4 separate regions of the Sus scrofa genome follow, and all the other regions are linked to region 3. Evidence: chromatin contacts called from public Hi-C, HiChIP or PLAC-seq and promoter capture Hi-C data. All regions are on one chromosome and are shown on one strand. The core of a region is the stretch at or near the end of the contact, and the rest is flanking DNA. Distances in the headings are between cores, read along the strand shown. Region 1 holds the start of PBLD (phenazine biosynthesis-like domain-containing protein). Region 2 overlaps PBLD (phenazine biosynthesis-like domain-containing protein). Region 3 holds the start of DNAJC12 (dnaJ homolog subfamily C member 12). Region 4 overlaps MYPN (myopalladin).

What was found. Promoter capture Hi-C pulls out the DNA fragments that hold promoters and counts their contacts. A called contact is a pair of places that touch in the nucleus more often than the background predicts. HiChIP or PLAC-seq counts read pairs in DNA pulled down with a chosen protein or histone mark.
Region 1: an H3K27ac HiChIP or PLAC-seq map of alveolar macrophages shows a contact between it and region 3, with 5 times the contacts expected there. The contact joins the promoter of PBLD here to the promoter of DNAJC12 in region 3. A contact is called at or near these places in 2 of 5 promoter capture datasets (fetal liver and liver) and 2 of 2 datasets of contacts at active chromatin or transcription factors (alveolar macrophages and skeletal muscle).
Region 2: a promoter capture Hi-C map of fetal liver shows a contact between it and region 3, with 2.2 times the contacts expected there. The contact joins the enhancer-like site here to the promoter of DNAJC12 in region 3. A contact is called at or near these places in 1 of 5 promoter capture datasets (fetal liver), 14 of 47 Hi-C or Micro-C datasets (alveolar macrophages, embryonic fibroblasts, epiblast stem cells and 7 more) and 1 of 2 datasets of contacts at active chromatin or transcription factors (skeletal muscle).
Region 4: a Hi-C map of skeletal muscle shows a contact between it and region 3, with 5 times the contacts expected there. The contact joins the enhancer-like site here to the promoter of DNAJC12 in region 3. A contact is called at or near these places in 5 of 5 promoter capture datasets (fetal liver, fetal skeletal muscle, liver and 1 more), 33 of 47 Hi-C or Micro-C datasets (adipocytes, adipose tissue, alveolar macrophages and 18 more) and 2 of 2 datasets of contacts at active chromatin or transcription factors (alveolar macrophages and skeletal muscle).

The regions. Positions count from the first base shown.
Region 1 is chr14:71,485,967-71,490,234 of Sscrofa11.1, reverse strand. PBLD (phenazine biosynthesis-like domain-containing protein) reads left to right here and starts at 2,693. Exons shown (of 10, transcript XM_021073523.1): 1 at 2,693-2,823. HNRNPH3 (heterogeneous nuclear ribonucleoprotein H3 (2H9)) reads right to left here and starts at 3,940. Exons shown (of 10, transcript NM_001243555.1): 1 at 3,782-3,940.
Region 2 is chr14:71,465,545-71,470,402 of Sscrofa11.1, reverse strand. It overlaps PBLD (phenazine biosynthesis-like domain-containing protein), which reads left to right. Exons shown (of 10, transcript XM_021073523.1): 2 at 1,659-1,804. The coding sequence starts at 1,721. Among named protein-coding and RNA genes, the nearest start is that of HNRNPH3, 18 kb to the left of the region's middle. Within about 2 kb of position 2,447, at least 11 of the 83 cell types and tissues checked have an H3K27ac peak or open chromatin away from gene starts, as enhancers often do. A contact at or near this core is called in fetal liver, where this site is marked.
Region 3 is chr14:71,047,692-71,052,490 of Sscrofa11.1, reverse strand. DNAJC12 (dnaJ homolog subfamily C member 12) reads left to right here and starts at 2,094. Exons shown (of 6, transcript XM_021072941.1): 1 at 2,094-2,602. It also overlaps the pseudogene LOC100152383.
Region 4 is chr14:71,335,283-71,339,818 of Sscrofa11.1, reverse strand. It overlaps MYPN (myopalladin), which reads right to left. Exons shown (of 19, transcript XM_021072494.1): 5 at 3,858-3,929. Among named protein-coding and RNA genes, the nearest start is that of MYPN, 54 kb to the right of the region's middle. Within about 2 kb of position 1,333, at least 26 of the 83 cell types and tissues checked have an H3K27ac peak or open chromatin away from gene starts, as enhancers often do. A contact at or near this core is called in embryonic fibroblasts, fetal skeletal muscle and skeletal muscle, where this site is marked.

The DNA.
Region 1 (4,268 bases), core at 1,444-3,943, 440 kb before region 3:
TGTAAACAAAACAATTTGTTCACTTGATTCTTTTAAGCTTGAGGATTATTTCATATAAACAGTATTCACTAATACTTAATTTCACAGGATCTAATTATGAGCAACTGCTAGGGCTAGCATCTGCAAAGAGTAAAATATTTTCCCTAGAATCAATGCATTTAAAAAAAGCTAAACATTCACTGAATGTGGTTATCAAGGAAATACCGTGGCATATGAATCACCTTTTCTACTTATTTTGCTGTTTTTAAAAGCAATCCTAAACCCTACTCTAAACACAGATGTTCAAAATAGGAACAGATTTTTATCTGACACTACTACAACTAATTCTTAGGTACACAAATAACTGGCACGAACCTTTTAAGAGAAGGGTTTGAATCCCTAGTCTGCTACTTACTGGCTACCTAGTTTAAAACCAAAGTACTTTAACCTCTGCACTCAACTATAAAATGTAACAGCGGTACTTATACCACATCAGGACTGTTAAGAATTGTTTACAGTTTGTATTTATTTGGTTTGCAACATGGTAATCATTCGATGGTGGCTACTTTTACTGGATTTTAAGAGGTCCTGTAAAACTAATCAAATAAACCACAAACAAAATAACTGAACCTTAAAGGATAGGAAAATGCTCTGAATCATGAAAGGAAATAAGGTCTATTACAACAAGTCTTTTTCAAAGTCAACAAAAATCTTAAGTTTTCAAGTGTTCTTAGGAATTGTCTAAAGCAGAAAGAAGGAAAAAGACTTTGGAAATGTTTACTAAGATACTTTATTAGTAGAGCAAAAAAAAGTTCTAGAATAGCATTGAAAGTAGGCTTTGGAAAAAGACATTTTAACGATCTTTATAATTTCCTTTAAAACAAAACCCCACCAACCTAAGAAATAATCTGCTGTGAAAAGACCTTAGGATGTGGGGGCTTTATGTTACTTAGAACATTTATTTATTTATTTTTCAATGTAAAGGTACCACTTCAGGAATTCAAAAAAGATGGAAACTGACTTATAGTTATAAATCTTAGCACTTTCCAAGAAATACTAGCAAGCAAACTATACTAGCTTTGATTTTTGGATCAGCCTATTCCAAAGTGCATAAAAACAATACAGTCTATAAAGAACACACCAAACTGTTAACACAATTTTAATTTGGGGAAAGGTTAAGCAGATTTGGAAGACAAACTACTTCAGAATGACTCTCCATCCCATGTGAATGAGTACACAACAAAGTAACCCACACTCTACTAACTCTTCAAAACTCAAAATTAGAACCTGGAATTCTATTTACAAAACCAAACCAAGACAAAACCTGAAGGCATAAAAAAAAAAAAAAAAAAAAAACACCAATCTGTTCTGATACCTTAATAAAGTTGTCTCAGAAACTACCTAAAAAAAGTGTTTACCAATTATTCAGGATAATCCTTCTCAACCTTTCTTTACAAGTGTCACAGCAATTCTGCTTTAAAAATTTCTAGTGTTAGCATCAATCAAAACACCAGCAGCTGAAATACACAGTTTGTCAGTTCTGTATGAAATTTTTAATGTAATTTCCTAAACATTAGGCTAAGTGAAAGAAACCAGTCACAGAAGACCACTACTGTATGATTTTAAATGGATGAAGTTAACGATCTGTGAACTGTATCTCAAAGCTGTTAAGAAAAAACATCTTAGAAGCCAAATGAGATAAAATTCCTTTATAACATAAAGGGTTTGATACATTAATAAACAACCCTAAACCATGCTTCTAAAAAAGTTCCTTGGTCAGCAGGTTAAGAAGGATCCTGTGGTGTCACAGCTGTGGCACAGGTTTGGCCAGAAAATTAAAAAATGAGAGGTAACTTCAAAATTTTGGTCAGAAGTGGTGATGAAATGCTTAAATAAAATGGAAATCATTCCCTTTTCATTGTGCTTGCTCAATTTTAAATAAAAATAGACTCACACACTACTACTTGGAGGTGAGGTGTCTAAACGGATTTCTTTTCTAGAACAAAGTTACCACCCACTGCAGTTCAATCACTTGTTTAACAAAGTAAGAATACCAAAACTACACAGTTGTTTAAAATATAAAAAGCAATTTAGATGCATTTCCAAATCATGATGCAGATGAAGGGCAGGAAAAAAGGTTTCTAGGGTAATCCAATCAGGGAAGCTGTTACACCACACAAGACTTTATAAGAAACTGGGCTATATGTCTTTACAAGTGCATAGAAACACAGAACATCTTCAACATCATGAAGATCTTTTTCATTTTTAAAGATGAAAAAATAAACACACTTGTAAAGATTCATATGCATTATTGGAAGTCTCATGCCTTGCCTGTCCTTTACTTTGCACAGTTTTCAGTGAAAATTACAGACCCAGTTCTCCAATGTTCTAAGGACCGAAAAAAAAAAAAAAAAAATCACAGCACCACATGACTGGGCTTGCAGTTTGTTTTTCTGTTGAGTAGGGTTATTTTCTTCGCCAAAATGTTACTATAGTCCTAAGCCAAATAGAAAATTCGCTTAGCTACCGAAAGAAAATAAACCCTAACTGTATTTTGAAGTATTTTATTTCCACAGCCTTAATGCCAAAACAATCTTTGCACAAAATAAAAATCTTGGAGATTGGTGAAAGCCGATAACGCAATTCCTATACACACATTTTTTCCATCACTGGTTGTTTTTTAACAACTGTTTCCCAAAAGTAAACCACCTACTTAAATTCTAACACAGTATTCGCCAAACTACACAAAACCATTGCTAAACCATCCCGCCCCCGCCCAAAGGTTCAGAAAGTCGTATCTTGGTTCACCTGCTTGAAATAAGCCCCACTGCACATTCCTATTCGGTAAGTCACCCGCTTTTCTGCTTACAATTACCCATAAAGTCTCCCAATACGGTTTAAGTGGAAAAAACCCTTTGGAAAATGAGTACGTACTCTTTTCGAAGCTCCAAACCTGGAATATAAGGGCCGGCTAAGCGTCCTTTATTCCTCCCCGGAGGCTTTTCGTTTTATCTAGCTGCCCTAGAGACCAGAGAGCTAGGGAGAGTACGCCCCTTCCCCCCCTTCCCGTTCGGCAGCAAAGCTTGGCTTAAAAACCTTCGCCACCCGGCGGCGGAATTACAAAGGAGGCCGTCTGCCTCCTTTGTCCCGGGTTTGGGAGTTGAGCGCCTTCGTCGCCATTGGCTTTCCTCCCCCAGCTCCAGCCTCTCTCATCTTGGGAATCTGCGTCAGAAGTCACTCGCAGTCCCGCCAGCCCAGGTAGCCCAGCTGAGACTGCGGAGGAAGGGAGGCCGCGGTGGGAGGCCAGGCCCATCCGGCGCCATTTCCAACCGGAGCGCGCCCGAAGGCCCTGAGCCTCCCCCCACCCAAGTGCCCAGCCTTTCCCAGCTCGCTTCCTTCCCCACCCACATCCCTTCCGAGGCGCTCTAACCACCGCCCCCCTCCCCGGACTCCTAAATCAGTTTTCGGAAGCTAAGGGGCAAGAAGCAGAAAGAGAGGAGAAGGGCGGGAAGCCCAGGTGGCCGCGCCACCGTACCCAAAATGGCGGAAGCCAAACCAGCAGGGAAAAGACGGGAAATGCGTGATGAGCCCCACTTCGGGCCTCGGCTTCGTCCACTAAATCCCCCCTGAGTAAGTCCCCCCCCCGCCCGGCAGGCCGCCCCCGAAGTGAGAGATCGCCCGGGGGGGCGCAGCCTGGCCACCTCCGAGCGGCGACCTCCACACTTCGCCCCGCCCCACCCCCTCCCAGTTTCTCTTTCGTCCTTCTCCCGACTCCACTCTCGAAACCACCATCCCAACCTACCCCCTTTTACTTCAGATACCCTGTCGAGCGACAGTAGCGCCGACTCCGCTGCTTGCGGGGCCCGGTCGTGGAGAAGGAGAAGTCGCCTGCCTCGTGTAGCGCTCCCACAACGGTTCTTCCAACCGTCTCCGGCGGTGGCAACCGCTGAGGGAGCTGCGCAGCAGAGCGACTGGCTTGGGGGGATGGGAGAGCGCGAGAGAGAAGGAGGGGGTGGAGCGAGAGCGAGGAAGACCCACCGGCCCCGCTCTCGCGAGGCAAGAGAGTCGGTCCCGCCTTGGCGCGGAAGGCAAGAAGTGCGCTTGCGCGTTGGTGGAAGGCCTGGTTGTTGGGGTCGGGGGAAGGTGGAGGGTCAGTAACTCCGCTTTTCTTGCTTACCCTAAAACCTTCAAATTCTCAAAGCCACCTTTCTGCTTTCGCGGGGAGATGTGAAGTGGCGAAAGTATTCCTTCCTGTTTGTGTTGCAAGAATCCTGGAGTCGAGTTTTGGA
Region 2 (4,858 bases), core at 1,198-3,697, 420 kb before region 3:
GGGAACTTCCACATGCCATGGGTACAGCCCTAAAAAAAAATAAAATAAAAATAAAAATAAAATAAAACAAAAAGGTATAAATTGTGATTAAAGAGAGTTCCTGTTTTGGCTCACTGGGTTATGAACCTGACTAGTATGCATGTTAGGATAGGTTAATTTCTTTTAGATTTAAACAAAGCACCCCCTAATTCACTGAATTTTTTTGAAGTCTGTAACTTTGGGAGAGAGGAATCTTCCATGCCTATAAAAAAAATCCAGGCTTTCTAGTAGAGCAAAGAAGACACCCAGAATATTCACAGGATTTATCTCTGGGAAATGAAAATACGGGAGACACCCCACTCCCTGCTTTTCTGTATTTTATGGTTTTCAGTAAAGAGGAGGTATTATTCTTATAGTGAAAAGGTTTACTTTAACAAATTTATGTCATGAGCTCAAAAAACTTTCTACTGCAGATTTGTAAAATAACACCAACAAATTAAAGCACGAGGTTCCTTTGACTATGTTAAGTCCCCCCCAAAAAAAAAATTTATTGCTGATTTGCATGGTTATGGGTCACTTTTTGATTTTCCACGGTTTTCTTTTTTTATAATGGGCATCTTTTTTAAAATTAGAAAAAATGGTTTTTTTTTTTTTTTTTTTTTTTTTTTTGTCTTTTTAGAGCCACACCCAAGGCACACAGAAGTTCCTAGGCCAGGGGTTGAATTGGAGCAGGAGTTGCCAGCCCACACCCCAGCCACAGTAATGCCAAACCCGAGCTTCGTCTGCAACCTACACCACAGCTCATGGCAACACCTGATCCTCAACCCACTCAGCCAGGCTAGGGATCAAATCCATGTCCCTATGAACATTAGTCAGGTTCTTAACCTGCCGAGCCACAACGGGAACTCCAAAAAATGTATTCTTTTAAAAAGGCATGAGTTCCTGTTGTGGCTTGGTGGCTTAAGAACCCAACATAGTATCCATGATGATGTGCATTCAATTCCTGGCCTTGTTCATTGGGTTGAGGATCCTGTGTTGCCACAATCTGCAGCATAGGTCGCAGAAGCAGCTCAGATCTGGCATTGCTGTGGCATAGGTATTGTGTACTCTGACATAGCTGCAGCTCCAATTCAACCCCTAGCCTGGAAACTTCCATATGCCGCAGGTTTGGGGTTAAAAAGGTGGGGTGCATATATTCTTTGGGAAACCTTAAGCAACATATATATATGTCCCCTTGGAAGTTTCATGCACTTCTTTAAAAATATAGCCTAAGTGGAGTTCCTGCTGTGGTGTAATGGAATCAGTGGTGTCTTGGAAGCACTGGGATGCAGGTTCCATTCCAGGCCTGAAACAGTGGGTTAAGGGTTCAGCACTGCTGCAACTGCATCTTAGGTCACAACTGTGGGGCAGCAAAAAAAATGTAGATAAATAGATAGGTAGATAGCCTAAGATAGTTTTGGCTCTTTTAAGAATATGATTCTGTTGTTAAGTATATGTACAATATGAAAAGAAAATATTCACCTACTATTTTAAAACAAATTCAATTTAGAGGTTTAAAATTAATCAGAGGATCACTTATTTTTAATTGTGGGTAAGTTAGAATAATTGCTTGACTTTGTACCTAGGAAATGCTGGTTGCTTATGTACATCAAGTAAAACATTAACTTTATTTTTTGCAGCAACAAGAAGGAAAGCAGGCTATCAGAAATTTTGAGAACTTGCAGAAGTGCTTACAAGGAAAATGAAGCTCCCTATTTTCATAGCAGATGCATTCACAGCAAAAGCATTTCGTGGGAATCCTGCTGCTGTTTGCCTCCTAGAAAATGTAAGTAGTATTTGAAGTGCAGTGCCTGAAATTCTAGATTTCTGTAGAACCAAGTATTTCTTAAAAAAAAAAAAAAATTCACCTGGTTTGTTTATCTCTTTGATTGTGTTCTTTGTCAGATGATATCAGCAATGTGCATGTCTGCAAGTTAATTTTGACCAGATTATATTATGAGACTGCTTACACCTAAATGCTTAGATCTAGAGAAATGAAGATTCACGTAAAGAAGAATTAGATCCAATTTTAAAAAAAGTCAAAGTCCCTTCTAGTCATTGTGTTTTCATTTAGTTAGCACCAAATGTGGAGCAGAATGAAATTGGATGAGTTTCATGTGACTGGACATGGCTGATACTGTATTTTTCATAAAAGATTCTAGCTGGATATTTTTAACCTTACCTGTGGTTCAGACAATTAGAAATTATTCTCAAAGTCAAGAAAACATTTTGCAATGAAGTGATTTAATAGAAAGATAGAAGGAATTAAACTCTAACCTAGGGAGAATTCAGTTTACTGCAAGTCTCATTTTTAAAATGGCCCTTTGATTAGGTAAATATTAACAGAATAGTTAATTATTCCTTGACCTTAGCTGCTTTGTGTTATTACCTGGGTGTTGGGAAACAAGTCAAGGTACCCTTCCACTCAGAGCAGTTAGTACAAGGGTAGATTATCTGAGAATTCCTTTAGAAACAAGAGTGAGCAATTGAAGATCCTAAATAAGTCTTACTAAGTTAGGGCTTTCGAGTGCAGTGACTGTCAAGCTGGCTGCACATTAAAATTACTCGAGATGCTTTAAAAATTCCTGTACCCAGGCTGCATCCTGGTGAATCACAACAGGATCTCTGGAGATGGGTTTGTTTTCTAAAGCTCCACTGTTTTAAAATTGTATTTTTTTCTTTTTACAGCCATACCTGCAGCACATGGAAGTTCCTGGGCTTGGGGTCCTGCATCTGTGCTCTACACCACGGCTTGTGGCAATGCTGGATCCTTAACCCACTGTGTGAGGCTGACAGGGTTCAAACTGACAGTATGTCGGATTCTTAACCCCCTGAGCCACAACGGGAACTCCAAAGCTCCACTGTTTTTTAAAGCAGCACTGTTTTTTTAAAGCTCCGCTAGTGATTCTAGGGTGAACCAAGATCGAGACTGGCTGAAGTTGAGCTGAGACAGGTGAATATTGTTAATGGAGTCCTTGGTATACTTATTTGGTTCCTCAGCTGGAGCAGCAAAATGGTCCAGGGTCAAGGGTCCGTATCTTACCTTCATGACGCATTCATTATGCAGCCTTGCAGCTGGCATTTTCCAACTACAAAATGCAGAAAGTAATAAAGGTAATAGGCTTTAACAAGTAACACCAGAGCTTGGCAGTGTTAGTGAGATAATAATTAACAGCCAAATTCTAAGTCGTGAACTTTCTTTAGAAACAATATGACAGGAGTTCCCATTAAGAACTGACATAGCATACGTGAGGATTCGGGTTCAATCCCAGCCCTTGCTCAATGGGTTAAGGATCTGGCATTGTGGCAAGATGTGGCATATTGAAGATGTGGCTGGCATCTGGTGTAGCTGTGGCAGTGGCGTAGGCCAGCAGCTGACTTCTATTCACCTCCTAGCCTGGAAACTTCCATATGCCACAGGTTCAGCCCTAAAAAGAAAATAAAGTGAAAAAAAGAAACAATATGGCAAACATAACTTCATGTTAAGGACTTGTGGAGTAGACCAAACTTACTCGTCAAGAGTCTGTATATTTGCCCCATGTCCCCATGAAATGCTCTTGAAGAATTTTGAAAAAAGTTTTGAGTGATTTATGTACTCAGTTTTCACCAGATGACAAGAATTAGTTTTATTCCTCAATTTGACTCTTATTTTTTTGTCTTTTTAGGGCCGTACCCACAACATATGGAAGTTCCCAGGCTAGGGGTTGAATCGGAGCTGTAGCCGCTGGCCTACACCACAGCCACAGCAGCACTGATCTGAGACACATCTGCAGCCTACACCACAGTTCATGACAATGCCAGATCCTTAACCTACTGAGCATGGCCAGGGATCGACCCTGCATCCTCGTGGATACTAGTCAGATGAGCCATGATGGGAGTGCCCCTCAATTTACTCCATTTTACCTCCAGCTCATTCACTGAACTCCAGACTTAGGATCTTAGGAGCTTTCTCTCTCTCTCCATTAAACTATATTTTGCATGTTATTTATATATTTGGAAAAGCTAGGAAATAAAATGTTAAACAAAAGGCTTTAATGCTGTTTAAAGAAATATGCTTTAGTACAAATGGAAAAAAGAATAAAGGAGATTAGTCTGCGATCCAGGGACCCTCTCTAAAGAGTCTCTCATTTCACTTCTTCTGTGCCTTGGACCTGTGAGACCAGATTAGTTTGATGGCCTGTCAGGGACAACTGAATAGATATCTAGAAGCTAGTTTTGCTAGTTTTCTATTCTGTAGACATGAGAATCCTGCTCTCCTGGGGGCCAATTTAGCACTTTCTTCAATGCATAATTAATAGAAATTAAAATGGACATAGAAACTGTTGTTTCTACCCTTGGATTCTTTTACTCATGGCTGGAGACAGTGGACACCTGAAACCCCTAGAGAGAACACAGGGAAACTCAGGACAATATCAGAGACAGGTAATTGTTAAACCTCACAAAGCTGACCACAACTCAGTAGGTATTAGCCTGTCATTATGTAGTCTACAAATATTTGTCTACATCTACCATGAACCAGGTTCCGGGGTAGGGACAGGAGGTATGAAGATTGATAAGTGTGCACTTACTAAGCACCCTGAGGTGCTCAGAGTCCAGCAGGGGAAATAGACATGTAAATGTGACCTCTATTCAGTAGTCACCGCAGAGGCTGAAAGACCATGGGGACTCAGAGCACGGAATAACTGGATTTTTTGGGGGAGAAAAGTCTTCACATGTTAAGTCCAGGGCTTCAGAGGAATATTTTTTTTTGTTTCATTTTGTTTAAAATTATTTAAAATTTGACTGAGGAATTCCCGTTGTGGCACAGCAGAAACAAATTGGACTAAGAACCATGAGGTTG
Region 3 (4,799 bases), core at 845-3,344:
AATGGTAAGTGAATCCCAAGTCATCAGATATTCCAATTTCTCAAGAGGAGGTAGAAGCCTAGAATTTTATGCAACATCTCCCAATTTTAAAATGCTGGCAATGAGTTCACAACCTTTTAGGAACATGGCTTGGTAGGACTGATTTGATTGGTGGGTCACAAGTTCAATCTTGTCTCTTTAACTGCAGTGCAAGCTCCTTGTGAGGAACAGCTAAAACATTTCTATCTCTCACAGCACTAGGCATAAACCGAGCACTCAAAGATTTTTGCACAGCCACGAAGTTGCTCATGAGTATTATTCTAGATTTAGACTTCGATTCCTTTTGGCAAACGTTTATCTGGCAAGGTAAATGTTTTACAGAATCATATGTATCAGAGTTCCCATTGTGGATCAGTGAAAACAATCTGACTAGTATCCATGAGGATGCAGGTTCGATCCCTGCCCTTGCTCAATGGGTTAAGGATCTGACATTGGCATGAGCTGTGGTGTAGGTCACAGATGTGGCTGGGATCTGGCGTTGCTGTGGCTGTGGTGTAGGCCAGTGGCTACAGCTCCGATCGGGCCCGTAGCCTGGGAACCCCCATATGCCGAGGGTGCGGCCCTAAAAAGACAAAGAAAGAAAAAAAAGATTATATGTATCTGCGAATTTACCACTTGAATCAAATGGATTATCTGAATTTACTAAAGAGGATGAATGGGGTCTAGGATAGGGAAAGCATTCATTAAAAGTTTCTTGATTTTATTCTATTCATATTTCCTGAGTATCAGATTAATATCCTTGGTCTATGTCATACCTTGATGCACACTGTAATCACTGGGAGAAGCTTAAAAAAAAAAAAAAAAAAACAAACCCACCCTTCCCCCTCAGAGACTCCATTTTAATTAATCTACAGGAGGGTCCTGGTACTGCTGTGTGTGTTTATGTACATACATATAATCACCAAGTGATTTTTTTTTTTTTTTAACCACACCAGCAGCACACAGAAGCTCCTGGGCCAGGAACTGAACCCAAGCCACAGCAGTGACAACACCAGATCCTCAATCTGCTGAGCCACAAGAGAACTCTTCACCAAATGATTTTTGTTGTTGTTGTTGTTGATGCTTTTTAGGGCGCATCTGTGGCATATGGAGGTTTCCAGGCTAGGGGTCAAATCAGAGCTGTAGCTGCCAGCCTATGCCACAGCCACAGCAATGTGGGATCTGAGCCATGTATGCGACCTACACCACAGCTCATGGAAACACTAGATCCTTAACCCACTGAGTGGGGCCAGGGATCAAACCCGCAACCTCCTGGTTACTAGTTGGATTCGTTTCTGCTGTGCCACAACGGGAACTCCACCAAGCAATTTTAGTGTAGAGCCAGACTAGAAGATCTCTGGTCTAGATCCCAGAACTAGGAGGTTCTGGGAATCAGGACTCAATAGGATCAGAGAATCTGATTTTACTGCCAGAATTTATGAATTATTGGGCCCATGTCATGCCCTTAAGTCACTATTTTCCTAAAACTACCATCATATCTGATCTGACTACTATGTTACCACTATACTTACTCCACTGCAATTCTCTTTGAGAAGAGAGGAAAAAAGCTGAAATGTCAGGGAGGTATTTAAGTGTTTGTTTCCCAAATATAATCAAGTGATTGTTTGAGGAATTTAGTTCAGTTTAAAAGAAATCTGTTATAGTAACAGCCCAAACTATTATCTGTGACCTCTTCCTTACTAACAAGTGGCATATTAACTACTTTTCTATGATCATTAAAAATGAATTTTTTTTTTTTTTTTGCTTTTTTATTAGGGCCGTACACGTGGCATATGGAAATATCCCAGGCTGTGGGTTAAATCAGTGCCACGGCTGATGGCCTACACCACAGCCACAACAATGCAGGATCCAAGCTACATCTGCAACCTACACCACAGCTAACAGCAACACCAAATCCTTAACCCACTGAGGGAGGTCATGGATCAAGCCAGCAACCTCATGGTTCTTAGTCGAATTGGTTTCCGCTGAGACATGAGGGGAACTCCAAAAACTAATACACTTTTTTAGAGTTTTAAGTTCACAGCCAAATTGAGCATAGAGTACTCATACCCCTATCACCCATCCATATCCCCACACATTAACAAGGGGATTATTAGCATGCCATTGCACTTGATTAAAACTTCAAAGCAATGTTTTAATAGCCTTTAACAAATCATTTACATAGTCTACTTATGTCCGACCTAACAGACTTAAAAAATCTTGTTCTTGTCTCAGAATGCTGTTTTCAAAAAAAAAGAGAGAAAGAAAGAAAGAAAGGAGTTCCCGCTGTGGCGCACGTTGAGAGGTAGGACCTAAATCGGAATCAGGGCCTTTTTATCGGAGCGCTGTCCAAGCGCTGCTGTCCAAGATCCCAGTCTGTGCGGGGAGCTGGCGCCTGTGTTGCAGGCAAGGAAAAGGTGCCAATTTTGTTTTGCATGACAGAACTTAGTGCCAGACTGGAAAGAAAAAAGAGAAGCAGAAGAGCCGCGCGGAGCCCACTTATGGGCTGCCTAATTTCTGTGCTCGCTCCGAGCTTCTGGGGCTTGTAAACTCTTACCTTCCAGATTTCTCCTTTACTTTTGAGGTAAGTTGTATTTTTTTTTTTTTTTTTTTCATCCCGCTTTAAAGCCTAGGACATTTGACATTAAAAAAAAAAAAAAAAAAAGCACTTCCGGAGGCATGTTTCCGGAGGCCAGAAGTAGGTGGGCTGTACCCTGTGGCTCCTTTCAAGCTTTTTCCGCCGGTGCCTTGTGGGAGTTGTAGTCCTGGGCATGGCCTCTGGTCTTTCTGGTCCCATTGGTCCTGAGTTGCACCTCTGACTCGCTGTGTTTTGAGGTGCAAAGAACTTTAACTACATTGAAAAGTTCAATGTGATTTCTATGGTGTGTATATATATAAAAATATATAATATATACATTATAATATATATATTATATATATATATTTTGTCTTTTGTCTTTTGAGGGCTGCACCCGCATCATATGGAGGTCCCCAGGCTAGGAGTCTAATCGGAGCTGTTGCTGCTGGCCTATGCCAGAGCCACAGCAATGTGGGATCCAAGTCTAGTCTGCGACCTACACCACAGCTCACAGCGCCAATGCAGGATCCTTAACCCACTGAATGAGGCCAGGGATCTAACCGGCAACCTCATGGTTCCTAGTCGGATTCGTTTCCACTGTGCCCTGACGGGAACTCCAATTTCTATGGTATATTTTGTACTATGTATTTTTTACAGTTTTTCTCAACCAGCATGTGTTAAACAAATTATACTTGCTCTTTTAAAATGCATACCGGGAATTCTCCCTGTGGCTCAGCAGAGACAAACCCAACTAGCATCCAAGAGGATGAGGGTTGAATCCCTGGCCTCACTTAGTGGGTTAAAGAATCCGATGTTGCGGGGAGTGGCGGTGTATGTCACACACGCAAGAAATATATGTGTGTATATATATATATATATATATTTATATTTCTTTTTAAAAAAATTATTTATTGTCTTTTCTAGGGCCTCACTTGTGGCATATGGAGGTTCCCAAGCTAGGGGTCTAATCAGAGCTGTAGCTGCCGCCTGTGCCACAGCCACGTGGGATCGGAGCCACGTCTGCAACCTACACCCCAGCTCAGGGCAACTGCCAGATCCTTAACTCACTAAGCGAGGCCAGGGATCAAACCCTCAACCTCATAGTTCCTAGTCAGATTCGTTAACCACTGAGCCACTATGGGAACTCCATGGATATATATATATATATTTCTGAAAGTAGTCATATTCTTGACCCAACAATTGGGTAGTTAAAAGATTAATTAATTTTGAGTACTTTTAAAAAATTAATTAATTGGGTTGTTAGTATTTTTCTCACTGATTTGTCTGCTTTTTTTTTGGTCTCTTTTTAGGGCTGCACCAGCGGCATATGGAGGTTTCCCAGGCCAGGGGTCTAATTGGAGCTGTAGCCGCTGGCCTACACCACAGCTATGCCTGATCCTAGCCATGTCTTCGACCTACACCACAGCTCACAGCAACACCCAATCCTTAACCCATTGAGCAAGGCCAGGAATGAACCTGTGTACTCATGGATGCTAGTCAGATTCATTTCCTCTGCGCCACCAGGGGAAATGCCCTGTCCGTACTTTTTGTGAACTAGGGGTTAGCCTTTTGTCTGTTATGGGAATTGTGAAATTTTTTTCCTTGTACATTATTTGCCTTTTGATTTCCCTTTTGTGTGTGTGTGTGTGTGTATGTATATATATATATATATTTTTTTTTTTTTTTGCCACACACGTGGAATTTTTTTATATAGTCATGTTTATTATTTTTTCCCTATGGCTTCTTGGTTATTTCAATGTTTATAATTTATTTTGTTATACTGAGGAATGGCTCTAGCTTTATCATTTATCATTTCTTCAAAATACTAGCCAGTGATCCCAATGTGATTTTTATTACCTTTATCACTGGAGAGAAAAACTCAATGGGAGTTTTCTTGTGGTGCAGTGGGTTAAGGATATGGCACTGTCACTGCAGTAGCATGGGTCGATTGCTGGCCTGGGAACTTCCATATGCCCCAGGCACAGCCCCGCCCCCAAAAAAATCAGACTTCAGGAAAATGAGAAAATAAATGATTAAAAAGACCCCAAATCCAATGAATGTTAAAAATAAACTCTACCATAACATGCTCTGGCAAGTTTCTAGGTTTTGGGGAAAAGTATAGAAATAAATGAGTGGCACTTCAACTTTTCTTAAAACATGTGTTTACCTTGTATTGCTTTTTCTGACAAATACCCCCAAAGTT
Region 4 (4,536 bases), core at 84-2,583, 290 kb before region 3:
TTCTCTGTAGGGGGACACGGAACCTTGAGAAGAAGTTTTCCACAGGCATTTGATATTGGATTTCTTTCTCTATTCCTCCTAAAGACATGCTAAAATCACAAAGCGATGAAAGCAATAATTCCTTCTTAGCTGAAATGGAAGTTATTTACCACAGAATAAGTATTACTATGTGCCTGCTCTGTGCCAGATGTTATAAATGTGAGCTAAAAGGACACAGTTCCGCTTAGTGGATCTATATCTGGAAGTATAATGCAGGGACATCCTTGGGAAAAGGCATCTCCCCCATTGATTAAAAGAGGGCAGCTACAAGGTTCATATTGTCATTTTATTTTTTAAATCCAGTTGCTGTTTTTGCACCTTGTAAGATGCTGGAAGTGAAGGTGTATATGCTTTAGGCTGGATCAGAGCAGTTTTTTTTACTGATAAGTCTTTGAAGACCTTTTTTGCTCCTACATTGTTACAAGTGCCCAGGGTAGAGCTGTGTCAGAGAAGTCTCTGGAATTGTCAAGTTGGGGAGGGGGGCCCATGTAGTCTTCAGAAACTTAGATCTGACCACTGGCCCAGTTATTTCAGGGTTTCCTGTCTCTGCTATTATATAATGAAGTGCTGTTCTTCAAATTTTCACTTCCCCTGCCCCCTTGCACTCTTCAAATTACTGCTGAAGCAGTTGGAGCCAAGGCTGCTGCAGCCTTGAAAGCCTGCCAGAGCAGCTGCTGTTGGAGTGGGAGCAGTGATCAGAGTAAGATTCTAATTGATCATATACTTCCCTGCACACTCAAGAAGTGTGAGCACGCTCCCCCCCCCCAAAGAAACAGAATGAAAGTGTTTTTGATACTGTACAGAAGATGGAGGATAGTCTATCTCCATAAAATATTTTAGAACATAATTATCACTTACAGGTAGAGCAGTGAACTAGCATATGTGGCCCCAGGCTTCTCTCAAACTCTACCACTGTTTTGCTGTGCAACCATCCTTTTTAAAAGAGGGTAATACCAGTACTTCCCCATCATCAGAACAGGAGTTAAATAAAAGTCTGCTCTCTAATCATTGCTTTAAAAAAATGGCCTCTTGCCATGACTGGCAAAGAAATGCTTTGTTGGGCAGTATAGAAAGTGAGTCATAGGGACTGGAATGCCAGAAGTCCCTAAAGAAGTAAATAGAGCAGGAATAACCCGAACAGACATATGCCAGTGATCAGTTATCATGGCTCATGCCACGTGATTACCATCATCAGTGGCTCTGACTCAGAAATTTTCTAATGACACTGGCAGTGACTATGACCTCAATTCTGCCCTTACCCATGGAAACTAACGCAAGCACATCGTTGCTGATAAGTCCCTCTGGAATCTGAGCCACAGCCTATCCTAGGGCCTTACGTCTGAACAGCCCTGATCCCATTTATGGAGGCAAAAGCATACTTCCCGAGGGCTGAGAAAGCCTCACCAGAGTGTGAGTCTCTGTACTTGGTACTGTTTTCCCACCATGGATCAAATGTTTTTGGAGATTTATCTAACAAACAGCAGAGACTGATGACAAATTCATTTCCCCATTTTTATTTATCAAAGACATATATGTATCTGCAATTCAGAGCATCTAATGAGAGGGAGGTAAGCAATCACTATACAAAAGCAGCTAAACTTTGAGCTCCCGTCATGGCTCAGCAGTTAACAATCTGACTTGCATCCATGAGGATGCAGGTTCCATCCCTGGCCATGCTCAGTGGGTTAAGGATCCGGCTTTGCTGTGAGCTGTGATGCAGGTCACAGAAGTGGCTTGGATCCTGTGTGTCTGTGGTGTAGGCTGGTAGCTACAGCTCTGATTCAGCCCCAGCCTGGGAACCTCCATATGTTGTGGATGCGGCCCTAAAAAGCAAATGAAGAAACAAAACAAAAAAAGAAGCAGCTAAACTTGTTGCTAACCAGTCCATGAAAATTACATGTGAAGAATGAGTGTTAAAATCCTACTAGAATAATAAAAATGGCTTTGGACTTCTTGTAACGTTTATGGACTCCTATCTAGATATTAGAGATAGCTTTCAAGATGCTCGGGAGAGACAGAAACATAAACAGCTTTATTATTGTGTTAAATATTGTACCAGAGATAGGTACCAGGTGATACAGATGCAGCAAAGACAGAGCACCCAAAAGATCTGTAAGTGTGGAGGGAGATTAAGGGCACCTGTCTGGTGTCTGGCTGGGCAGATGGTGGTGGGGAGAAGAGAGGAGGAACTCCAGTTTGGGACTGGGTATAAATCATTCTGCAGTTTAATTGCCTTTGAAGAGTCACAAAAAGTGTGACAAATGGGCATAATAAATTAAAGTGTCGAGATTAATTGGCATTTAAAGCTTTGATTTAAGGCTAGTTGACTTAGCAGTGAACTAAGAAAGGTAGCACTATCAGCTATTTCGTGCGCGCTCTTGCTCTCTCTCTCTCTCTCTCACACACACACACACACACACACACACACACACGCATGCATGCATGCACGCACGCGCGCGGTCCACTTATAACTCTTCATCGAAGTCTGGTATTCACCAAGCCAGAACATGTTGCTTTCCTACCTCAAATCTTTGAAAGTAGCAAAATTTAAATTCAGAAAGCAGATTACAAGAAACAAACCTTAAAAACTGAGGGATCTTGTTTCTCATGAAAATACATGCCCACCTGATATGGTTATGGATAAACACGTCTCACGCTCAGACTCTGCTTGATTTTGGAAAGCCATCTTGGATGAGCTGATACGGTGGAATTTTCCTAAAATTGATGTTTTGGTGGAAGTTGTGAACTTAGTTCTTCCTTTAGGATTGGTACTCATTGCCGTTAGTACTTTTTGCCATTTTGCTCTAAAACCATGATTTCTTAGCCCTAGGACTAGTTGGCAATTTGGGCTGGATAATTCTTTGTTTGGGGAGGCTGGCATCTTATTATTACAGGATGTTTAACATTCTCTCTTGGTGCCATCCCCCAGTTGTGAAAATCAAAAATGTCTCCAGACATTGCCAAGTGTCCCTTGAAGGGCAAAATGAATCCTGAGTAAGAACCATTGCTCTAAACTAAAGTGTACTTCTGAGAGGATAAAATCTCCTAGGGCTTAATTTTGGTGTTCGTCAAAACAATAATTATAAATCCAGGCATAGACTCAATCCATGTGGTTTTCATAATACCAAAACAAACCCAATGCGACTCAGTTTTTCACCTTTGAATTTATTGTCTTGGGCAACATATAAACGAAGTCTATGTTGTATAAGGGAAAGAAGAGTAGAATTGAGAGAACGTATTTCTAGTCCTGCTTCTGCCACTAGCTAGTTCTGTGACATTGGATGTATTGTCTGAACCTCCCTTGGTTTTTTCATTTGTAAATGAAAGTGCCTGAGTAAAATTTCCAGTTCTGCATGCAAAGATTATGAGACTCAGAATTTGATGCCATTGCAATAGTTGATACCATGGATTAGAAAAAGAAAGCTCTTTGTCCTAGAGTGAGGCTTTATTTTAAGCTAAGACCATGTAATGCTATCTCCTTGAGCACCAAAGACATCCAGAGAAACCTTTGGAATAGTAAGTGCTGAGAAACATACCACCTGACTCCTAGGTGCAGCTCCTGTGTTATCAGCAATAGGAAGGCCATTGAGATCAATAGAATGAGTGGCGGTGACATTTCCCTTATTACACAAACTGTTATTAGAAATCTACAACTTGAAATGACATGGTAACAGTTGCCACAAAACCCCAAACCCTGTACTGTATTTATACAAGATCAAAATTCTGAGATAAAGTCATTGAATTTGGGATCCTACAACTTTGTTTGGGTATTGTGATGTGTTTAAAACCATGGCAGAAAGAAGTAATGTTTCGATTACCTTTGTAAACACAGGAGCTGCAATGATAGGTTTTCCGTCCAATCCTTGCAGATAGTTGGTAGGGCTCTGACACTGTTAGGAGGGAACCAACAATAGATTCATTGTCATTAGGATTATCAGACAGGGGGCTAGATAGAACACATCTACAGAATTTGGCATAAGAAACTAATCCAAAACCAAAGACTGACATTTTCTATCTATGAATCACAGATTTCAAATTTGATGCTGAACTGATTGTATTTCTTTCTGGGTCATGGTGGCTGTAAATATCCTTCACCCATCCCCACCCCCTCACATATAAAGCTATGTAATGAACACTAACCCCCTGAAGAGGTTCCATAGGACTTCTGAGGCTCCACATATCACGGGGAGAAAACTACTAGGTTAGAACTAAAATGCGACCATTCTGCATTACTAAATGGGCCAGATAAGAACTATGTTAATTTTTTTTAAATATGGTAGAGCTTTCTTTTTTATGTCAATATTTGTATTCAAATATATCACTAGCACATTACAAATATATTTATGTTAATAGAATTTCATATTTTGAAAGTATATGTGTGATATACATTTTTATGTATGCATAGAAAATACCTGCAACTATCTTCTAGGTACCTCTGAAGAGTGGGGGAAGAGGAGTAGAACCTTGACTAAGGTTTTTATTTAGTCTGCATTTTAA